2 separate regions of the Mus musculus genome follow, and region 2 is linked to region 1. Evidence: chromatin contacts called from public promoter capture Hi-C data. All regions are on one chromosome and are shown on one strand. The core of a region is the stretch at or near the end of the contact, and the rest is flanking DNA. Distances in the headings are between cores, read along the strand shown. Region 1 has its middle 17 kb from the start of Gem. Region 2 has its middle 10 kb from the start of Gm46844.

Region 1 (3,333 bases), core at 126-2,625:
GAACAACTGGGAAAATGGAGTCCTCAGTTGGGTTGGAAAAATAAGAATAAGTGAAACCAGGGCCTCCAGATGTCTTTGGACAAGGACTGCAAACATCCAAGAATAGAGAGACAAGGAGGCAGGCGGCCGACATGGGCCCCACTGCCATTGCAAGGGGTGCTCTGAGAGGCATATGCTAGCTGTCATGTGTGAATTATCCGAGTCATTGCCAACAGACTTTGTTGATGAGGATGGGAGCGGCTAATGTTTATTTTGGGCCCTGTCACATGGCAGCACATGTGGATCTCTTGACTCCAAAGATGATTCGCACTTAGAGATTGAGAGGACCTTGGCTGTGGGTCCGCTGCTCCTTTTTATACAGAAAACTATCCTGAATTTGACACTGAGTGGTACTTGCTACAGGTAAAACCCTGAGCTATAGGTCTCAGATAATCGCTGAGGTGATAAGGGTATACCGCCATATCACCTGGGTATTCACACCGCAGGCAGGTGTGCTCTTTGGTAACCTTCTTACATATATGACATTCTCTAGACCACTCTTCCTAGCACATGTCTAACAAAACTCACTTGTCCCAGGTTTCTGGCTTCTGTCAGGTGAAAGGATTATGTTAGAGAATCTGAGAAGGGGTTTGTTTTATATCCAGAGAACACTGGGCTCAGAGTAGGAAGTCTTAGATCCTGGCCCTGGTTTTGCTAGCTATGAATGGACTCTTAAACCCTCTCAACACAAAAGAACAAGGGTTTAAGACTCCAGAGGGTTTTTAAGATGACAGACTGGGATAAGGGATAAAGAGTGGGTATCTTGGTCCCTACAGGATCATTAACGTGCTGTGCGCATGAGCTGGCCCTGAGCTTGTCTGCACTTCAGTTACTTTGATGATGTTTAAGGGAGATTCCAGGCACCCCAGTTGCATGGGGGGGGGGGGAGACCTTTGGGTTTTGTGGTTCTCTTGATGTCCACCTTCAGCTTACCTAGCACCGTTCAGCATAGAGACCAACACTTTTCTGTTTTTTTTTTTTTTTTTTTTTTTTTGCTTACATTGCACCGGCCTTGATCACTGTTCTTCAGAATATTTAAAGTGAGTTAGAAACATTAGCTGTTGGGACAGTGCCAGTGCCATCTCTTCTGGCAGCTGAGGGAGGGAACTCTTAATTTGATTTCCTTTGTTATGCCTTTGAGAGCCTCTGTACAGACTGTCAATTAGCACTCTATTTTTGGTGATGCAGATAAAGATCTTTGACTGATTACAAACCCCAGTTTGAGGGTGAACTGGTTCATTCCCCTGCTTGTGAGAAGAACAGTTCTCCACACCATACACAAATGGGCCCCGGGGGCCTCGAAGGTGTTTCTGGTCAAAACTGTGAGTAAGGCAAGATGTTTGCCACAGAAGCGGAAGCAGGCTGACTGACATGGTCAGGAAAGATAGCTGAAAGGGGAAGGTGCTAAAATGCAGCTGCATCCTGGCTGTAAGGAGTACCTTCCACGTTCTTGTTTTCTTGTGTGTGTGTGTGTGTGTGTGTGTGTGTGTGTGTGTGTGTGTTTGTGCCCATGTGCTTTGATATGAAGTATCTTCCTTAATCATCCTCCACCCTCTTTTGAGACAGTGTCTCACTGAACTTGAACCTGAGCAGCCAGCCAGTGACACCTAGGACGTCCCTCTTTCTGCTTACCCCACAAGCTGAGGTTGCAGACATGTGCTTTCTTGGAAAGGGTGGGTGCTAGAGATCCAAACACAGACCTACGTGGTTTTTTGGCAAGCACTTCACTGACTGAACCATCTGCCTAGCCTGTTTTAGCCTCCTTCAACCAGATTATTACATCTTAATGAAGAAATTAACTACATACATTGAATAAGTTCTCTATTCTTTATACTTCTGTTCTCTGGATTTCCCAGAGAACACACTCCTTGGCCAAAGATGTTCCCCCCAACCCCCGCAACTGAGAACAGGTTGAAAAATTCAAGAAGCCTCTAGGAAGTCCTGAGATGGTGATGTAGTCTGTGCACTGCACGGGAACAAGATGGCGGCTAGCCATACTGCAGGCTAGCAGCCTCCACCTCCTGGGAGCATGAGTAGGGGCAGTATTGACAAAGGCCTCTTGTCTATAATCTTGTGCCTATGCTTCTGAACTTCCAAGAGAAGGATAGCCTTAATCCCTGCATCACCCAGGAGTACCTCGTAGGTGCCCGTGGTGTTGGAGAGTGAGTGCCAGGCCTCATATACTGACGGGTTCCACCCCTGAGCTGCACTTCCGCTCTGCTCTTGGTTGCCTGAGGTGGACACAGAAACCTTTCCCGCTACGGCTGGTTCTTGAGCTTTCCTCCAGTTCCCCCCCCCCCACACACACACACTTCACAGAGGCCGCCATCTTCCTGTCGTGACTATCCCATCGGTCTTCTCTCCAGCACAAGCCTTACTCTACTGAGCTCAGGATCCCTGAAGGTTCAGGTGCGGTGTCACACGTCAGATTTTCTAAGAGTGTGTTCTCAGGCCATTTGCTCTCAGCTCATGTCAATTTCAACGAAAGAGGAGTCTGTGGTCAACTATGTACTGGGTTTGAATCCAGGGTCCCGTGCATGCTTGGCAACCACTCTGCCACTGACTTGTGAGTGCTTATAGCTGGGATGGAAATATAGTAGCAGGGGAGCAGAAGGAGTGGGAGGAAAGAGAGCAGGGGATGGATTTGATCAACATCCTCTGTGTGCTTGTATAACAAACACTCTCAAACAAACAGTAGCAAATATATTCAAGATGTGCCTGAAGTGACAGTTACCACTCTAAGAGCACAGTTCTTCACCTTAGGTATGTTCAGGGCCCTGCAGACATTACACCATCCGTATCCAGTTTCTGTCATCCAGCCTGTACCAGGGTTAGAATGCCGTTTGCAGCCTGGGAAACCTCCATCCCACTTCTGGCATCTATGAGTTTTAGCGCTTCAGGCAGCTCACCTGAGTGGATAGCTAGCTGCCTCCTCGCCCTGTGACTTTTTTTAATTTTTAGAGAGTCTAGCCATGGGGTTCAGTCTTTCCTTAACCCCCTTCCCTCTTCCCTTAGCCTCCAAATCCTGGGATAATGTGTGTAGCACCACATCCCGCTGGTCCATAATTTCTTTCATATAATGTCTTTAAGATTCATCCAGGTTGGGACATGCATCAGATCTCTTCCTGCTCCTTCCTCTTGATCCCTTTATTTTGTTTGTTTATTTTTGCTATTGTAAATAAATTACACATTTCTTTCTTCCCGTCCCTTCTTCCAAACTCTCCCATATGCCCTTCCCCATTTTCCTTCAGATTTATGGTAATTTTTCATTCCTTGCCATTGCATGCATGTATG
Region 2 (3,347 bases), core at 62-2,561, 300 kb after region 1:
CAGAATGAGCTGGATCCTGCGAAGAGCTTCTTCAAGGCTCAAGTCCGAAATCTAAAAGTATCACTTTGGGTGTCTCTGCTGGCTAATGTGTGGTGGCATGCTCAGTACCTATTTGAAGAATTCTCATTTCTGCTCAAACCAGAAGATTGAAACAAATTCTGTCAAAAGCTGTAAGTACTGTGGAAAAATAGTTTTCAGTTTAATAATTGGAAAAGAGAAGGAGAAATAGAAGCTAAGTGTAGTTCTGAGGATTCAAGTCTCCAGTTACTGAGAAAATCACAGGCTGGAAGATAGCTTGGCCAATCCATATGCTGCCTCAGCCATTATCCTCTTCAGCAGTTGGCTCTGTAGAATACGACGACATTTAATAATACTGGATAAGGAGGTTGTTCTGCTTAAAAATATATCTTTTAAAATGCATATGCCTTTTCAATTCGTATATAATTGATATAAGTATAAAGTTTTAGCTAAATGGTCATTCTCAGACTTTATTAAAGGAAATAAACTCATCAAATGCTTGTGGATTGGAGACTGGGAAGATGGCTCAGTTGATAAAGTGCTTGGGAGGCAAGCATAAGGACTGAGCTCAGACGCTGAGCATGCACATAAGAAGCCAATGTGGCATCGTGTGACTGTAATCCCAGCCCCGAGGAGACAAGGCCCATGGGGCTTGTAAACCTGCCTGGGATTGCTCAGTGAGTTCCCAGACTGTCATAAAAACATGGTGGGAAGTGACTGAGGAAGACACTAGCCTCCACACATAGGTACATATGTGCATGCTAATACCATACAATATTCATGCAAGTGCATGCTTGCGTGCGCGCGCACACACACACACACACACACACACACACACACACACACACACAGAGAGAGAGAGAGAGAGAGAGAGAAAGAGAGAGAGGGAGAGAGAGTGTGTGTGTTAGTTTATGAATTAAACAAATTAGCATTTCTTAAATAAAGGGCAACACATATCACATATTTGGGGTTACTGCTCTCTAAATAGGGTGTGCCTTGGTACACAATAGAGGAGATATGCAAACACTTATGGGGGAAGGGTCATTTTAGGAAGAACCACTTTCCTGCTTCCTTTCCCCAGCTCCATTATAGGACAAACCAGAATTAATGGGAAATCTCATAATTTGAGCCACAGGTCTGAAGAGGAACTTGGAAGGAGAGAAAATGAGGGAGATAACAAGGGATAAAAAGGCAGAAGTTGAGAAAGGAGGCCGGGGAGAGGGGCTTCTAGATGCATCAGAGTAGGCCTTTCCAGGAGCCCAAGGAGACTCTCTTGTGCCACCTTCTGAGAACAACGTGTAAATGCACCATAGAGATCTTATTCTCATGGACTGTACTGCTCTTTTAAATGGTTAGTATACAGTAAGAGTTTCCTAATGATGTTCTGCTATATTAATAGGTTGGTGCCCGGTGCATTTGGCATCAGAGAGGTTTCATCTAGCAGCGGATGGAAACAGATGCAGAGACCCACAGACAAACAGTAAGAGGAGCTTGGAGAATCCTGTAGAAGCCAGGCAGGAAGGATTGTAGGAGCCAGAGGGGCTAAGGACACCACAAGAAAACCTACAGAATCAACTAACCTGGGTCCATAGGAGCTCACAGAGGCTGAACTGACAATCATGGAGCCTGCACGAGACTGACCTAGGCCCTCTGCATATATATGTTAGAGCTGTGTAGCTCGGTCTTCATGTGCTACTCCTTCTTTTCTGACTCTTTTGCCTGTCTTTGGGAACCTTTTCCTTAGTCTGGTTGCCTCAATCGCCTTAATACGAGAGGAGGTGTCTTGTTTTACTGCAACTTGATATGCCATGTTTGGTTGATATCCGTGGGAGGCCTCCCTTTTCTGAAGAGAAATGAAAGGTTGGGGGAAAAGGGAGATGGGAGGGGAGGGACTAGGAGGAAAGGAAGGAGGGGAAACTGTGGTTGGGATGTAAACAAATAATTAAAGAGTTTAGAGTAGCAAACAAGGAAAAGATACAGCATTGAAAGATAGTTTGAGAAAATGTTTAATATTTTCATGAAGAGATATTTATGCACTGTGTGTATATATTTGAATGAGAGATGCAGGAAACAGAAAAAGGGCATAGTAACCTTTTACTATAAAAACCAACACACACACACACACACACACACACACACACACACACACACACACCCATCCACAGACAGGCAAGCTGTGGACTGAAACTCTTTAAGAAAGTGATAGAGCCGGGTGTGGTGGCGCATGCCTTTAATCCCAGCACTTGGGAGGCAGAGTCAGGCGGATTTCTGAGTTCGAGGCCAGCCTGGTCTACAAAGTGAGTTCCAGGACAGCCAGCGCTACACAGAGAAACCCTGTCTCGAGAAAAAAAAGAAAGAAAGAAAGAAAGAAAGAAAGAAAGAAAGAAAGAAAGAAAGAAAGAAAGAAAGAAAGAAAGGTGATAGACTTCTAGGCACTGGATTTACATATTATACAGTAGCACATAGACAAAACCCCTCTCATACACTCCTTATCCCCATAGGAAAATATGTGGCATAAAAATCTATCAAAATCAGTTAATTGGGTAATATCAAATTAATCTTATATAAAGCCTTACTGCATACGGTTCTCATGCTAGAGATGTAATAGTGTGAGCAGCCTAAGCAGGCATCGCCTGTGCCCTGACAAAGGTGTCAGCCCTGCCGAGGGGCAGATGGAGCAGGTTCAGGCTGACATGGTGATAAATGTTGTGACCATGTAGTAAAGAAGCTATGGTGATGGAGAAACCATGGCCTGGTTCCCAGAGTGATGGCAGCCTCTGGGGGAAACCCGAGTTCACAGATAGAAGACAGGTCAAGCAGTTGAAGCTAGAGAGTTCCCCCAAAAAGACCATGATAGTTTGGAAGCTTCCAGAAGGAAGGTCAGCTGGGGAAACAGACAGCACACTGCTGGGTGATGTCGATTCTGTGCCTGCAGTGTCTAGAGTTTGTGTGAATGGAAGTGAGGAGAGGGAAGGATGGAGTAGTGTAGCTGCCTGAGGCCACACGAACTGGGTTCCTGAGTGGGAGGCCAGAGCTGTAAGAGAGAGACCGGCGAGAGAAGAGACAAGGCCAAGACAGATGCTGATCAAAGCCCAATGTTTACTAAAATTCTGTGCTTATAAAGGGGGAAGCCCATCTCCCGATGATCCATTCTGGATGCCTGACGCCAGCCTGTAAGCCATTTGTCTGACAGCACTAAGTTGGCAGAAGGTGTCAATCACTGGGTTGCCTGCTGTCTCAGGAATTTCTCAGGAAGGCAGGTTCAGCCTCTCAGCAGGTAGCAGGGTCTTGGAGATGAACAGTGCTGATGACAGAACAATAGAACCACC

Evidence for each region. Promoter capture Hi-C pulls out the DNA fragments that hold promoters and counts their contacts.
Region 2: a contact with region 1 is called in a promoter capture Hi-C map of the HPC-7 cell line. The contact joins two enhancer-like sites. A contact is called at or near these places in 10 of 39 promoter capture datasets (the C10 cell line, the HPC-7 cell line, cranial neural crest and 5 more), 2 of 484 Hi-C or Micro-C datasets (the AtT-20 cell line and the HPC-7 cell line) and 1 of 115 datasets of contacts at active chromatin or transcription factors (fibro-adipogenic progenitors).

Annotation. Positions count from the first base shown.
Region 1 is chr4:11,720,171-11,723,503 of GRCm38.p6, forward strand. No RefSeq gene overlaps it. Among named protein-coding and RNA genes, the nearest start is that of Gem, 17 kb to the left of the region's middle. Within about 2 kb of position 1,376, at least 100 of the 459 cell types and tissues checked have an H3K27ac peak or open chromatin away from gene starts, as enhancers often do. A contact at or near this core is called in the HPC-7 cell line, where this site is marked.
Region 2 is chr4:12,022,575-12,025,921 of GRCm38.p6, forward strand. No RefSeq gene overlaps it. Among named protein-coding and RNA genes, the nearest start is that of Gm46844, 10 kb to the left of the region's middle. Within about 2 kb of position 1,312, at least 11 of the 459 cell types and tissues checked have an H3K27ac peak or open chromatin away from gene starts, as enhancers often do. A contact at or near this core is called in the HPC-7 cell line, where this site is marked.